2 separate regions of the Mus musculus genome follow, and region 2 is linked to region 1. A link is a contact called in public promoter capture Hi-C data. All regions are on one chromosome and are shown on one strand. Each heading gives the region's core, a stretch centred on a gene start, on an enhancer-like site or on the middle of the called end of the contact. The rest is flanking DNA. Distances are from core to core; before and after follow the strand shown.

Region 1 (7,892 bases), core at 3,096-5,595:
GGTTTCAATCCAACTCCATTCTCTGTTCTTTAGTTATAAATAAAACAGTTGACATTTCTACACAGAGGGAGCACAGGAACCCCTTGGTGAAGTCACCATGTGCTATACACATACAGCTCTTTCTGCTTTCAGGGACCCACATACAAGTGCAGAGCAGAGCTCAGTTTGGCAGGGTCAGAGTGCACAAAGCAAGGGAATGACGGCATTCCTGGGTCAGACCAGCCTTGGAGACATTCTTCCTGCGTTTGGAAGCACCTGCACTCCAGCCAGGTCTGTGCTGTGCCCTGGATTTGCTTAGTTTAGACCATTTTTTGTTTTTCGTTTTTGTTTGTTTGTTTGTTTGTTTTTTAATTGTCCTAACTAAAATATGTTCCAAGCCAAGTATAGTGGTGCATGTCTTTAATCCCAGTACTTAGGAGGCAGAGGCGAGAGGATCTCTGTGAGTTCAGCCTGGTCTGTATAGTGAGTTCCAGAATAGCCAGAGCTACATAATGAGACCATGTCTTGAAGGAAAAAAGTAAGAGAGAGAGAGAACTAAAGAGAGAAGTGGGGGCGGTGGATAGACAGACAGACAGACAGACAGACAGACAGACAGACAAGACCAATCCATCTAGAAAAGGGAATGAAGCATCACAAATCTGACCTGAGATTGTCAGAGGCTAACAAAGCCACAAAACTGAGTCCAAAGAGCTTCTGCTTGGACATCTGCCCACGTAGAGCTGTGGGTGACAGGTGTGACCTTGCAAGGCCACATCGAAAGCTTAGCCTTGATTTCTGTGAATCCTGGCATCACAGCCAAAGCACACACGCTGAGACTTAGGCTGGTATTTAAAACATAAGCAAGCAGTTCAATGAGACAGGCCATTGTGAGCCCGAGGGACCGGTTGCTATGTGAGGGGTGGAACAGGTTGGCTTAGGAACACTCTCCCTGAGTAACAGGCAGACTAGTGAGCAAGCAAGCGTGCGCTGGCTGGCCTCCCTGGAGCCCTGTTCTCGGCCAGCCTCACTGGCGGCTGACCAGGCTGGGACAGGACCCTTTACGTTATCAACAGGTATTTATGGATGCCATCTGTGTGTTAGCTGTGCAGGGTGCCTGCAGCTAGGGGATGGGGCTGAAGGACAACTCTTCCAAGAGCTTGCTGGGATGCAGGGGCCGTTCCTGATGCTGCAGGAAGAGCTTTGAGAGCAGAGCCGTTGAAAAAGCGCAGGGCTTGTCTCAGTGAGTTTCCCGATTTGATTTAGGTTTTGTGTGTTAGTTCAACAAGAATAGCTTTCTGGGTTTCTTATTTATTTAAGGCTGAAAATGTGTCAGAAGAGGATGGGACTCATGTTGGTCTGCTCTGAGGACTCTATCCTGATACCACAGCAGCGTTAGGTCTTAGAGTATGTTCATTACGACAGAATTCTTCCCTACCTGAAGCCTGGCTGCTCAGCACCCAAGGCTAGCTCTCCTGGGCCCGTCAGAAAGAGCCACCCTTCTATCTCTTCTCAGGCCCACAGACTGCTGTCATCCACGGGTGTCCCTCTGAATAAAACAGAAAAAGACAAGAGTCTTCCCTGTGCATTTCCTGTGGGGCCTGCGAGGTTAGGGCCTGGTGGCGTGTGCAGCACCAGCCTTCACTGAGCTCTGTGTCCAGATGCCCTTCACAGGTGGCCGCTCTGTCCCTCTGCACTCCTGCCTGCTCTGCATTCCAAGCGGGAGGGCTCATTTAAAGCCTGCTTGAGGCTAGCACAGCATTTCCAGCTCCAGTGCGTAGCCTGGTTTCCCTTCCTGGGTGCTGTGATTAACTGTCATAACATACCAGGGGAGTGCCAATTAAGAGCATGATCCCACGCCGGGTGCTTCTGCATTGTAGGCTGCCATTGGGTGTGGCACCGTCTCACCTTGGTAACACCTTTAATTGGCATTCACTGAACCGTGTTGGACTCTGACTAGCCGGAGGGAGGGTCCTTGGGCTCAGACGCTGGCAGTCCTCGACTGTCCTTGGCCTGCCCGCCATTGTGCTTGGCTGGTTGCAACAAGACAGGGTGTTTGTGCAGCTTTGCTTTGTGAGCACCACAGCTGGAAGAACAAGGAGGCAACCTCGGAGCCTCACCTGGCCTTTGACAAAGCCACATGATGGCACAGGCAGGCACTTGTAGAGTACATGAGTAAGCCCCAGACTCCTGGGACATCTGCCCGAGTAGAGTTGGCATACGCTCTCACTGTACAAACCCAGCGTGGGCCCATGCCTGGCACATAGGATGAGGCAGTGCCACCTGTTTGTGTACGTGGGTCACCCTGTGCTGTCACCGATGGCAGCTCAGCCTGCAGTTCTGCCTGCTTGTGAGCGTCGGTGAAGCGCCGTAGCCTACAGAGGCGCCATGGGAAGTGCTCTTGCTGCTTCTCAGCAGTCTGGCTCTGACCAGCCCTCTGAAAGTTCTCGTGCTCCCCAGTGTGTGAGGAGCCTGTTTCAGATGCTTGGAATGCAAGCATGGGCTTCCTTAACACTGGTAATCAAGGAAGGTTCAATGCAAGTTTTAGCTAACACGTTTATAAGTGTGTGGCTGGTTTTGCGCCAATGAGGCAACAACAACAAATGAGGCAAACGAAAGTAGTTCACACATGTGGCTGCAGCGAGTGTTCCAAGCAAGTCACATTCTCCTTGTAAACTCTCCTTCTCCCACCTCGCCCAGGCTTTGGGTGTCTGCTGGCTGCCCTGCTGCTGGGGAGGTTCATACACACCTTATGATACTGACTGCACGTGGCATTTGGTCCTAGTTCTCCTCTGAGCACCTGTCTTGGGTTGAGATCTCCCAAAGCAGAAATTAAGTGCAAACTGCCTCTTTGGAGGTGACTTCAGTGGGTGCTGGTGGGAGCTGAGGAGAGGGACATCCTGGGCTGCAGGGCACAGACCTTCTTAAACTCTGAGGTGCAGCTAGAGCTGAAGATTGCAGCGTGAGCTGCTCCCCTGCTGGGAGGCAGGACAGGTCACTGATACTCAAGGCTGCCACTCCCAGGAGCTACAGGGCTTACAGTTGCCAGCGCTGAATGCGAGAGGCTATGGGGAACCCCTCAGCGACCTGCTTCCCCGTGCGGCCTCTGCCGTCCTGTGTGCCGCCCCTGGGGTCTTCAGAGCATGGACACTGCTCTGTGCAGAGGAAGGCTTGCTGCAGGCAGCACAGGGGCTGAGGTAGCCTGGGAGCAGGAGGGGCTGTGTGCTGTGAGGACAGACGGGCCCTCAGAGTCAGCCAGGGAGAATGGGCTTCTGTGAGTAAAGACGCAGAATTGAGTGGAGGAAACAGCTGACAACAGGTCCCTTTTCTCAGGACCCATGAAGGGAGAGAGGCCCTGGGTGACAGTGACAGTGGGGTCAGAGGCCCTGGGTGACATTCAGGTAGATGCAGAGCAGGTACTTCAGCAGATTCTCATCACCAGGTCTGTTTCCCCTAAGCTCAGGCCAAACCCGTGTCAACAACGATGGTTGTCATGCCACCCGATTGGGAGGGAAAGGAGACCGGCTCAGGATGGGGGCAGGACCCCAGCACTGTGCGTGCCTGCCAGGCTGAGGAAGATGGAGACTTCCTTCCAACTCGAGCAGCTGGGCCACAGAAGGAGAGAACTGAGGCTCTGTTATGTCTGACCTCGCCAGTGTTTGGGCTCGGTTGGCCTTTCTTTATAAAAAGAAAGGCACAGTCGAGTCAACATTTTCCTCGTCTAAATGTTTTACTTTGGAATAGTTGTATATTCACAGGAAGTTACAGAAATAGTTCTAAGTGGTCCTGTGTTTGGTACCATTCCCTAGTTTCTGGCTGTGGGGTAATATTGCATAGCGGATACAAACCCACCATAGCAGCATCCTGCTCCAAGCGCTGGATCTCCAGAGGTCTCCCTCAGCCAGCCTGTGCCGTGAAAAGCCCATACTCCTAACATTCCATTCCTCCAGTTAACTGGAGACATGGTGGGTCTCGGCAGACTACAGGGTCATTGTCTCCCAGGTGAGCTGGGGCACACTGGGCCCTGGCTGGAGGCCCCTGTGTTAGAGACAGGTGTGTTCTTCATCTGTTTTGGAGCCTAGAGAAGCCCCTCTCAAGGGCTCTCCTCCCAGCCTGTGGATACCATATCCCCTTGGCAAAGGCCGACCTCAGTGCCACACACTTTCTCCACCTTAGAGGCCAGACTCTAGCATCTGAGTTACAGGGACACTATCCAGGGCACCTTCACCAAGGACAGCTTCATATCTGCCACTCCTCACAGAGTGGGGGAGCGCAGAGTTGGCGAAGGCAGGAAGCAAGGCTGAGGCAGTGTCCTGCCTGGCTCGGTTATTTCTGAGTTACCTTTGGATTTCTGTCTGCTGCACTGACTGACCTAGAGACTCACAGGGCCCCTGCCCCGCCCCTGTAGGAGGGAGCCTGCACCAGCCATTCTCTATTGCTCCCACTTCTGGGAGAGTCTAGAAGTTCCATGCGTCACAGTTTTGACTAGAGCTGTCTTGTTTATTTTCACCCCTTTAGGAGCATATTTGAGAGTATGATGTGTGCAAATAGCCTGAGCCCAGAGTATAGGGAACTCTTTCAGCCTACACACACACCCTGACAGCCCACTCACAGACATGCACAGGGGCGTCTCAGAAGCCACCGCAGTTAAGAGCAGAGCTGGGAAACCCAGACTAGGCCCTGGGCCAGACCTCTCTGGGATCCTTTGTCTGTGTTTAACCCAACAGGCACCTGCCCCAGTCTTCCCTCCATTCCTGTTGCCCAGAGCTCGGGAAGGAGCAACAGACCTGGCTGTGGTTTTGCCGCATCTGACTGAAAGAAGCATGCAGTCCCCTTCTGAGTCTTTATTGATTATTGTAACAGGAGTGGGAGACACCGAGATTGGCAGAAGTCCAATGAGTAACCAGAAGCGTGTGCTTATAAAATTAGGAGGAGTACTAAGGTCTTACTGTCCTGGGTCTTACTCCGGCGTTAATAAGCCGGGTCTTTCTTGGCTCCTCTGGCAGACAGCCTCTCAGAGGTGGAAGCACCCACTCCTTGTCTGAAGAGCCTAGACACACAGAGACCCGGCCTTGGCACTGAGCCATGCTTAGAGAACCACTGGGCTTGGCAGGGCTGCTGAGGCTGGCCAGCATTTGCAGCAGATAGGTGAGGCAGCCTAAAGAACTCCCTGCACAAAGGTGTCAGACTAGCTAGGTGGCAAGGCATCTTTCCTGCCCTTCCATGGCTCCCACCGTGCAGCTCCGTGACCATGAGCCCCACAGGGGTCTCAGAGCCTTTCTAGGGTTCTGTTCATGTGCTTGTCTGCGTGCTTCTTTGATAATGGGGAACTTACCCCGCTGTCCCATGTGGCTCCCCACACACAGAGCGGCCAGTGCATCTGGGTTTCTGTGTTCCCCATACAGGAATGTGCTCTCCTGGCCTCTGTCCTGTGGCCTCCCATTCCCTCCCCAGTCAAATGACCTCTGACCCTGAGCTGCAGCCCAGGAGCACTGGAGACAAACATTTTGCTCCTGTACTCCTAGGAACCCTGTGTTCTGTAGAAACATTGGTAGAGCCCGTATCACTTTATTTAGGGTAGTGGTGGTGGTGTAAGGAACAGGGGCAGGGCGTTTGGGTGGCGGGGTGGACATCGGTTCCTGCCAGGGAAATCATGAAGGACCCGCTGTGCTGGTGTGCTTCTTGGAATCTAAGACTTCTCTTTTTTTCCTTTTCTTTCCCTGAGTCCCAAGAGGAAAGGTCCCAGTTGTTGTAGATGCCACGTACTCGTACTCTCAGGGTGAGCCACTATTTGTCTCCTCCCCTTTCCTCTTTAGGAAAAGAGGAAACCCCTAAGATTACCATGCCTAAGACCCAGTTAGGTTTAACCTCACAAAAGGCTAATACACGACCTTTCCATTCTGTATCAAGTCGCCCAGGGTCCAGTCCTAGCAGGAGCAGCAGTGAGACATGGAGGAAAATCTTCAGAGGCCAGTGAGTGTCTGGGGCCAAGCCTCGCTTATGCTTGACCTTCCCATGTGCAGCCAGGCCACCTCTGCTGCGAGAAGTCCCTGCAGTAACCCTGGGTGCAGGACTAGTGAGTGTGTACTGCACATAAGCTTGCATGCATCTCATCTCGCTGCCTGCATGACGGGTCTTGGCTCCCATGCATGGATCAGGCTTAGGTGAGTCATGGCTAGCTGAAAGCTGAAAAGGCCAGCCTTGCTCTGACTGCAGAAGCCTTGCTCTGACTGCATCAGGGGAGAGTGGAGACCTGGCCAGTCCTAAAAGGCATTACAGAATGAGGACGGGATGATTCCAGAGGATCAGAGGCTTGCCCGGTCTAGCCTGTGACCCTCAGTGGTAGGAGACAGGTGGGCAGGACAGATCATCGGGGAGCATCGTCGTATCTTCCAAAACCAGACTTCTTGCTTTTGCCCTGTTGCTGAGAAGTCTCATGTGTGGAGACAGACCTACCTTCAGGGGACATAAGGGTGTCATTCCTATGGGTTCTTGTATTCCTGGCGGGTCAAAGGTCAGACTGGGCACAAGTTAGCTCCTACCTCCTAGCTTAACTTTTGGTTTTTTTAAGATTTATATATTTTATATATATGAGTACACTGTAGCTGTCTTCAGGCACACCAGAAGAGGGCATCTGATCTCATTACAGATGGTTATGAGCCACCATGTGGTTGCTGGGAATTGAACTCAGGTCCTCTGGAAGAGCAGTCAGTGCTCTTAACCTCTGAGCCATCTCTCCGGCCCCCTAGCTTAACCTTTTTCTCATAGATAGTTTTAGGTGTCCTTGAGCATCAGAAACGTCTTTGAGATCCTGGGTTGTTTAGGCTCCCTGTCCCATAGTCTTTCGGGATAGGTAGGGCTCTACATGCAGAAAGGGGCTTGAGTTAGCCTGGACGCCCAAGTTGGGCCGACTAGAACAGTTGTGGCTCACCACCTGCCATGGGTGTGGATGGAGGCTGGAACTAAGACCTGGGTGACCTCTGGGCTCAGGGCAGAGCCTGGGCTCGGCCGATGCCCACATGCTCTGCTGGGGAGGTCAGGAAGGCCAGACCCACTGTTTGTCTCAAACCAAGGTTGTAATCCCTGGAATTGCATGGGACGAGGTCCAGACAGCATCTTCCAGGAAGAAGACGGCAGGCAATGGGAAGACTTCCTAAGAAAAAGCAACGGGAAGGGATTGTGCTTTGGGAGGCGGGTCTCCTGGACGGTGGAGGTGATTGCAAAGTTACTGCTGCCTTGTTTACGAGGCTGCCAGGCTTCCCCAGGGCTTTCTTCTACATACCCGGTGTTTAGCGGGAGCTTCTGGTGCAGCAGCCTGCATAGGGCTCTTAGGTTAATTACAGACCCTGTTAAAGAAGGCAATCATTTTGTTAAAGGAATATAAACTTCAGGTTACTTTAACGATAGGTTTGTGTCCACTCTTTGAGAGGAACCTGGGTGTTTCTCCTCATGGCTCTGCTCACTTTGTGTTCTCTGCCTTTCTTTATCATGTTAGGCACAGCCAGGATGCTCCATTGACTGGCGCTTACAGTTGGACTTGTTTGTAAAGCCAGAATTAAGCCACTTGGGAAACAATCTGAGCATAGATTTCTTTCAGAATTTCTCAAACTTATTTACCAACTTCACTTCATTCAAAAACACATTTTTGAAATCTTCCCATTACTATATCTCTTTGATCTAGTTGGTTGCCATAGAAACAGCATTTGTACTTGTTTTATTACTTGCTCATTTGTAACATTTAATTACATTTTCTTCTTCCTCCCTTGTGAGGGTAGGGGATGGGGCTGGAAATCACACATGCTAGGCACTTACTCTAATACTAACTATGGACCCAGCCCGAAATTTCTTTTATTTGCTTAAGTTTAGAAATGATCTCCCTATATAGCCCAAGCTGGCCTCAGATTCTAGAACCTCCT
Region 2 (7,892 bases), core at 1,888-4,387, 140 kb before region 1:
GTGTATTACATCATGGTTTTACTCCTGTGGACCTAAGCTTATAGAAAGCGTCAAAAGGAACCTCTCAGAGCTTGGACATGACGCCTGTGTGTCTGTTTGTCTGCATGTCTGCTTGCCTGTCTTTTTTCCTCTCTTTCTCTCTCTTTCTCTCTCTCTCTCTCTCTTTCACCTTATTATTATTATTGTATGTCCGTTGGTGGTTTTGCTGTACGCATGTTTATATGAGGGCATTGGATCCCTTTGGAACTGGAGTGTTATCCACAGGAGTGTTCACAGACAGGTGTGAGCCACCCCGTGGGTGCTGGGAATCGGCCAGTGCTATCAACCAGCGAGCCACCTCTCCAGCCCCTGATGGACGTCCTTCTCTCTGTCACAAGTAGACCACTCCACCCGCTCCCAGTGCTCAGCAGACTTGGGCCCAGGCATTCGGTGGCAGCCAGGGCAGCAGCAGCAGCAGTCGTCTCAGCCAGTATTTTGAGAAATTTGACGTGAAGGAGTCTTCCTACCACCTCCTCATCTCCCGCCTGGACCTGCACATCTGCGATGACAGCCAGTCCCGAGAGCCAGGTATGAAGAGGCCTGTGCCCAGCTGCTCGGCCCATCCACCACTGTCGGTCTTGGGCAGAGCCTCGGATGAAGGCTCTTCTGACCGACACTGCCCTCTAGCCTTCAGCCTTCAGTTAGCACCCAGAATCTGGGCACTGCTTAGGACCCAGCCCTTCTGGGATAGCTCTGTGTCAGTGGGAGGAGAGCTCTCCAGCCTTTAGAGTATGCTGGAGCCAGCAGTCACACAGTACACACAGCAGGTCCTTTCCCACCATGCGGATGCAGAGCTTCATGGCCAGAGCCCGACCAGCGTGACCCTTACCTCCCAAGGTCTCCAAATGCTGGTGTTTGCTAGAGGTTGAGAACCACTGGCGAGGATTTTAGGAAAAATAAATTGAGTCTAGGAGACCTCAGCAGATTTGTCTCTTCATTAGAGCTGAGGAGTGAACACAGACCTTGTATGTATCCAGACAGACGGTGTTGTGCCCCCAGCTCCACCCAGAACCAGAATGTTCAGAGTTGAGTCATTTTAGTACTGTGTTGTGATTGTCAGATGTGGTGGCACACAGCTTTAATCCCAGCACTCAGGAGGCAGCGGCAGGCGGATCTCCATGAGTTCAATGCCAGCCTGGTCTACACAGAGGAACCCTGTCTCAAAACCTCCCCCATTTATATATACTGTATTTATATGTGTAGAGAGGTTATGTTGTATTAGTGATAAAATAGTATCACACGTGTATTATATTTATTCAGAACGATTGACGTTTTTCTATTTTTTTTTTTTTTTGGCAGATTTTTTTTTATTAGATTTTTTCTTTATACACATTTCAAATGCTATCCCGAAAGAAAGTTCCCTATACCTTCCCTCTGCCCTGCTCCCCTACCCACCCACTCCCGCTACCTGGCCCTGGCGTTCCCCTGTACCGGGGCATATAAAGTTTGCAAGACCAAGGGGCCTCTCTTCCCAATGATGGCCGACTAGACCATCTTTTGATACATATGCAGCTAGAGACATGAGCTCTGGGGGGTACTGGTTAGTTCATATTGTTGTTCCTCCTATAGGGTTGCAGATCCCTTCAGCTCCTTGGGTACTTTCTCTAGCTCCTCCATTGGGGGCCCTGTGATCCATCAGTAGCTGACTGTGAGCATCCACTTCTGGATTGACTTTTTTCTTTATGATCCCCGCAGAGACCAGTAACCTTTCACTTACCTTCTTTGACTGTCCTTGGGTAGGAAATAAGTGAAGTCAGCCTGTCCCCATTTACTGCAGCCATTGTCAGGCTCCAGGGCGATGCTGCACTGGCTCAGGGGACCTGGAGTATGGTTTTGACTCCCTGCTTACCCAGTCAGCGCTGTCCCTTTCCCTTTCCCTTGCGGTTTTACGTGCTCACCTGTGTCAGCCCTTTCTCTTCTGTACGCCGCTAGCTGTGGGCTGGGCTGCATTTGCTATTCGCCTCTTACCTACTTGCGTTGGTGGTGCTGAGGGTTGAACCCCTCACTTCGTGAGCGCTGTGCGGTGCTGGACCGCCAAGCCCAGCCACAGCTGCTGTATATTTACCTCTTGTAATGAGACCAGGATTCGCTTTCGGGGACAGACAGTGCCTGCCCTTTGTCTTTTCCACCAAGCAGCATGCCTGGTAGTTGACTCCTCCTCGCTCTTGCAGAAACTCCACCTCCACTTGAGCAACGACAGTGTAAACCTGGCTTTTCCACTGGAGGAAGCGATTATTAGAACAGCTATTGTGTAGTAATTTCTTCCCAGTGTTGCCTAGGGCCTTGGAGTGGTGGTGAATGCCTTTAATCCTGGATGGGTCCCTTGAGTCTGAGGCCAGCCTGGGCCACACTGTGCGCTCGCTGGTGGTGTGATGCAACCGTGATCCTATTGCTCTGGATGGTGTGGCAGAAGTATTGCCATGAGTTTGAGGCCAGCTTGTGCCACATGACAAGACCCTGTCTCAAGAACACCCTTCCTCCAAATAAAAAGAGCACACTTTTGCTGTTGTATGGGTTATAAGTGTAGCTGTTGGGAGGTAGAGGCAGGAGGATCAGGAGTTCAAGGTCACTCCTGGCTGTATGAGTATGAGTAGTATGAGACTAACCTGAGATTAATGAGTCCTTCACTAAAAAGCAATGAAACTCCACAAAGCATTATCAGTGATGATAGGTTTAGATTTAACTTCAATACTAATAGCTTTAAAGCAGCTCATTTAACAGTTATTATTGTTTCTTATTCATGAGTTGAACAAAGGAATCTTTACGTATTCTTTTTAGTATATAAAGGACAGATACAGGCTCATCAGTTAAGGACACTGGTTACTCTTGCAGGAGGATCAGGGTTCAGCCCGCAGAGGGCTTCCTAGTGGTTTGGGCGATGCTCGGGTTTCTCTACTCCTCCAGCGCTGTTCACCTGTGTCTCTCTCTCATAGGTGTCTCTGCAAACAGACTCACGGGTGGTGCTATGCAGCTCACCTTCCGCAGGATGGCGTTTGACTACTACCCCTTCCATCGGGCAGGTTAGAGAAACTTCACGTGTTCTAGCATGGCCCTGGACATTTGAGGACAGAGTTCTGGCTTCAGACCAAGGACATTGCTGCATGTGCTTAGAGGGTGCTTGGAATTTTTCTGAGATGACATCTCTAACCCTGGGTGGTGTCTAAGCCCCTCAGGGTCAGTGGGTTTAAAAGCTCTAGTAGTCCAGAGCCAGAAGTGGCCCCTTCCTCGAGCCCCCTAGGGAGTGAGAGCTGCATGTGGAGCTTGGAAGGGCATGGTAATTCTGAATTTTGACTAGGGCACTGGACTGTGGTCCTGGGCTGAAATCATGTTCTTCTCCATCCCCTAGGTGACAGCTGTAAACACTGGGTGCGGCACTGTGAGGCCATGGAAACCCGAGGCCACTGGGCCCAGCAACTGGTGACAGAGTTTCAGAGTCGGGTGGAGAAGCAGTGTGAGGGGGGCAGTGTGAAGCCCCCGTGGCTGTTGGGGGTGGACCCTCCCTTCCGGAGGAAAGCAGGTAGGTTTTCGCACCCCCACCCCAGGAGTCTACTTGCTCAGCCTTTTGCTGACCAGCTTTAAGTAGCTGGTGGAGGTGAAGCACTGTCTCTTGGCCCCAGCTGCTCTAGTGTGATGCCTGTGACCCTGTCTTCTGGAGCCCCCTCTGTCAGTAGCCGTTGTCTCAAGCTTACCCAGCCGGTCACTGAGCTCCCACCCAGCGGTTTGGCTCCCTTTGCCTTTTCGTGCCATTACTGACCCTGGTTTACCTTCTCGATTTTATTAATAATGAGCAACGAATGTATCTACTTCCTTTTCCTTTTTATTTAGATTCTTTCTCTAGTCCTGGAAAGACCCCTCTGGACAAAAGCCCTACTCAGGGCCGGCAGGCTGCCTTTGGGGCTCCAGCATGGAATCGCTTACGCTCTAGCTGCCTGGTTGTACGAGTAGATGACTTGGACATCCACCAGGTGAGGACATGGGGACACTGGGGTGTAGGGTGTTGAGGAATAACATGAACCAAGATGTAGAACCCACGACTTGTTAGCCTCATTCCTAAAGAGGTGGCCAGTTGGCCAGTTGCTGTTGAGCATGGCCTCTGAGAGAGGCCTTGGCATGTTCTCGGAGTGTTGATTACAGCCTCCTGCTGAAATGAGCTTGGACTGGCTACATGGGACCCATCCCCAAACCAAACAGCAGAGCGGCTGGGGGACAGTGCAGAGCGCACGTGACAGTGCCTGGCATGTGCTTGGGAGCCTCCCCTCAGGGGAGGACGTTGTTGTGAGTGTGGTGACACAGGCTCACAGTGACTTGTGGTTACTCAGGTTTCCACAGCTGGACAGCCAAGTAAGAAGCCGTCCACTCTGCTCTCCTGCAGCCGCAAGCGCCACCACCTCCCGCCTCAGGTGGCTGCCATCCACGTACAGTTCACAGAGTATTACTTCCCGGATAATCAGGAGCTTCCGGGTAAGCTGGGCTGCCATTTCCTCTGGTGCTGCTCTTCACCTTTGTCCACATTGAGGCCACTGTATATGGTCTCACTTGTGGCGAGTCAGTTTTGTTGAAGTTAAAACTGCCCTGGGGTGAGGGAGGTGGAGGCAGGAGGATCAGAAGTTGATAGTCTCTCCAGGTTGTCCATGGCTACATGTGAGTGTGAGGGCAGCCTGGAGTCTGTGAGACCCCATCTCAAAAGCAGAACAAGGAAAGCCATGCCGTGTGCAGGGCTCCGGTGTTTTTACTTTTGGGCTAGTGCAGCTTGCTGGTCTGTGAGTGTCTAGCTGCCGCCTTGTACGTGACGTTCTGTTTTCTCTGCTTCCAGTTCCCTGTCCCAATCTCTACATCCAGTTAAACGGGCTGACGTTTACCGTGGATCCTGTCAGCTTGCTTTGGGGAAACCTCTTTTGTCTAGATTTATACCGAAGCTTGGAGCAGTTTAAAGCCATCTATAAGCTGGAAGCTTCGAGGGGAAGAGATGAGCACGTGGACGTCCGACTGGACGCATTCTGGTTGAAGGTAGGGCCAGAGCTGGGCTTTGTCACGTGTGGGGAGACACAGCTACATCCCCTCCAAGGTGGTGAGCTGTAGTTCTGCTGTGTCCACTTGGCAGAAGCAGGAAAATTGGCTTCAGATGCCCTGTGCTTGCTGGCATGGCCTTAACTGTGTCTCGCTCGCTCTCTGAAGGTGAGCTTCCCCCTGGAGACGAGAGAGCTGGCGAAGCTGCATCGCCCCCAGGCGCTGGTCCTCTCCACGTCCTCCATGATTGCCACCAATACCCGGCATGCCCCGAACTGCACTCGCCCAGACCTCCAAAGTCTCTTCCGGGGATTCGCTGCCACCGAGTTCTTTCGTTGTAGCTACGGTCACTTTCCCCAGGTGGCAGGGGGCTTCAGCCTTCTGCACATGCTCTTCCTGCACCATGCTTTCCAGATGGACTCCCTCCCTCCTCAGAGGCTGGCCGCATCCCAGGATCTTTGGTCCCTGCATTTCACCCAGATCTCCTTGGACTTTGAAGGCACAGAAAACTTCAGAGGCCATACCCTGAATTTTGTGGCTCCCTTCCCCTTGTCCATTTGGGCCTGCCTTCCTCTCCGCTGGCAGCAAGCCCAGGCACGACGGCTCCTTTTGGCTTCGGAAGGGAGGCTAAAACAGTCAGCCAGCTTTGGCAGTCCTGTGCACTCTGAAGCCCTTGCCCCTGAGTCTGTGTCCCATCAGAGGTCAAAGACAGAGCGAGATTTGAAGAGCCTCTCAGGCTCTACAGAAGGCCCGGCAGCGGCGGTGAGAGAAGGTGATGCTGGTGTGGACCACAAAGGCCGTGTGGCAGACCTGGAGGATGTGGCTGACATTCACATGCTTGTCCACTCCACCGCCCATGTCAGAGTGAGGCTCGACCACTACCAGTACTTGGCTCTGCTGCGCCTCAAGGAGGTGCTAGAGGGCCTTCAGGAGCAGCTGACAAAGGACACAGAGGCCATGACCGGGTCTCCCCTGCAGGACCAGACCGTGTGCATTGGCGTTCTCTTCCCTAGTGCCGAGGTGGCTCTCCTCATGCATCCTGCCCCTGGGACTGCTCACGCGGACTCTGCAGGCTCAGACACCACCAGCCTCATAGACTCTGAGCTGTCACCATCCGAGGACCGGGAGCCGAAGTCTGATGCCTCCTCAGACCAGGGCGCAGTAAGCCCCGAGAAGGTGCTGAGGGACGGCAGCGGTGAGAACCTGGCTGCGTCCCAGGAGAGGCTGCCCAGCGATGGAGAGCTACCAGACCCAGGCCCATGTGCACAGCAGCCAGTAGGGAAGAGCCACGAGGCGGTCGAGTCTCTCCAGGCCAAGAAGCTAAGCCGAGCTCAGAGTGCCAGGTCCCCGGCTACGCTGAAGTCCCCGGCGGACAGGGATGCTGCTCTGAACGGCCAAGGCGAGCCCGTGCCCTTGAGGAGCATTGAGGGGGACCTGTCCAGCGCTATTCACATGACCAAGGACGCCACCAAAGAGGCGCTTCACGCTACCGTGGACCTCACCAAGGAGGCTGTGTCCCTGACTAGGGATGCCTTCAGTTTGGGGAGAGATCGAATGACTTCTACCATGCACAAGATGTTGTCCTTGCCTCCTGCCAAGTGAGTGTTCCTTAGCCTCCTTCTGAGGAAAGGCCTCTGCTTTCTCTCCAGGTCTGATCACTGCGCTCCCTGCTCCCTGCGGTGTGCACTCTTAGAGAAAGAACAACGCCCGTAGCTCTTCAGGGTGTTGTAGCCTCGCAGCTCCCGACACTGCATTGGGCATCTGTATTTTGTCCTTGGTTTTGCTAAAGAAACCAAGACCTGACAAATGCTAGGTTGTGCCGTTAGCACCGAGCCATACTCTTAGCCCAAGTAATGGTGTGTTTGCTTGTGTTTTGAGACAAGACAATGTCTTACCATAGTCCTTCTGGTCTGGAATGAACTCCCTCCCTCCCTCCCTCCTTTATTTATTTATTTTTTTTTATACTGAAACGAAAGTTTTATTAGTGCCAAAACAGTGAGATATTTTACACAGAACTTTCCTCTGGCCTTGTCTTCTTGAGTCTTTGCATCACAGGTGTGTGCCACGGCACCTGATTTTGCTGTAATAATCATTGCAGTGGTTATCTTGTAGTCTATTTGTTAAATTTGATGCCCAGACAGACCCTTGTATCTCCAGTTTATGGCTAGGAATCTGCTGCTCGAGAGGGAGGCTGTGCTCGCAGACTCACCTGCTGAACTGAGGAGCCGGCCTTCGCTCTTGCTCCGTGAGGCAGCGCTGGGAGCCTCTGTCTGCCAGAGCGGTGGAGGAGGAAAGTCAGGCTGAGCTCTGACTGCGGGTGGGTCCTGTGCTAAGTGTGGTCAGAAGGGCGGGCAGAGCAGCTTTCCTGTGAGCTTCTGTGGTCTTAGGAAGGACAGTGCAGCGTGAGGAGCCTCTCCTGGGGTGTTGGGTGACTCACAGGCTGAGGAGTTAGAGCTTTGTATTTCTTCCTGAATTAAATACATTTATTTCTTTTTGTGTATGGGTGTTTTTACCCTGCAAGAAGGCCAGAACAGGGCATCAAATCCTCTGGGGTTGGGTTTACAGATGGTTGTGAGCCACTGTCTGGGTGCTGGGAATTGATCTCAGGTCTTTTGGAAGAGCAGCCAGGGCTCTTAACCAGAGCCAGCTCTCCAGTCCTCATTTCTCATGTTCTTGTGAGTGTACGTGTGTGTGTGTGTGTGTGTGTGTGTGTGTGGAGGGCTACGGTGGTGTTTGGAATCATTCCGGATCACTCTGTGTGTGTGTGTGTGTGTGTGTGTGTGTGTGGAGGGCTACGGTGGTGTTTGGAATCATTCCGGATCACTCTGTGTGTGTGTGTGTGTGTG

What was found. Capture Hi-C pulls out chosen DNA fragments and counts their contacts.
Region 2: a promoter capture Hi-C map of adipose tissue shows a contact between it and region 1. The contact joins two enhancer-like sites. A contact is called at or near these places in 2 of 39 promoter capture datasets (embryonic stem cells and trophoblast stem cells), 2 of 484 Hi-C or Micro-C datasets (bone marrow-derived macrophages and embryonic stem cells), 5 of 115 datasets of contacts at active chromatin or transcription factors (the HPC-7 cell line, acute myeloid leukemia, embryonic basal ganglia and 1 more) and 2 of 9 other capture datasets (adipose tissue and liver).

Annotation. Positions count from the first base shown.
Region 1 is chr17:28,021,251-28,029,142 of GRCm38.p6, forward strand. All of the region lies in intron 12 of Anks1 (ankyrin repeat and SAM domain containing 1), which reads left to right. Among named protein-coding and RNA genes, the nearest start is that of Gm35290, 18 kb to the left of the region's middle. Within about 2 kb of position 4,346, at least 73 of the 459 cell types and tissues checked have an H3K27ac peak or open chromatin away from gene starts, as enhancers often do. A contact at or near this core is called in adipose tissue, where this site is marked.
Region 2 is chr17:27,881,049-27,888,940 of GRCm38.p6, forward strand. Uhrf1bp1 (UHRF1 (ICBP90) binding protein 1) reads left to right here. Exons shown (of 21, transcript NM_001080769.1): 8 at 381-567; 9 at 2,973-3,059; 10 at 3,386-3,556; 11 at 3,865-4,004; 12 at 4,359-4,500; 13 at 4,853-5,046; 14 at 5,215-6,644. Among named protein-coding and RNA genes, the nearest start is that of Taf11, 23 kb to the right of the region's middle. Within about 2 kb of position 3,138, at least 4 of the 459 cell types and tissues checked have an H3K27ac peak or open chromatin away from gene starts, as enhancers often do. A contact at or near this core is called in adipose tissue, where this site is marked.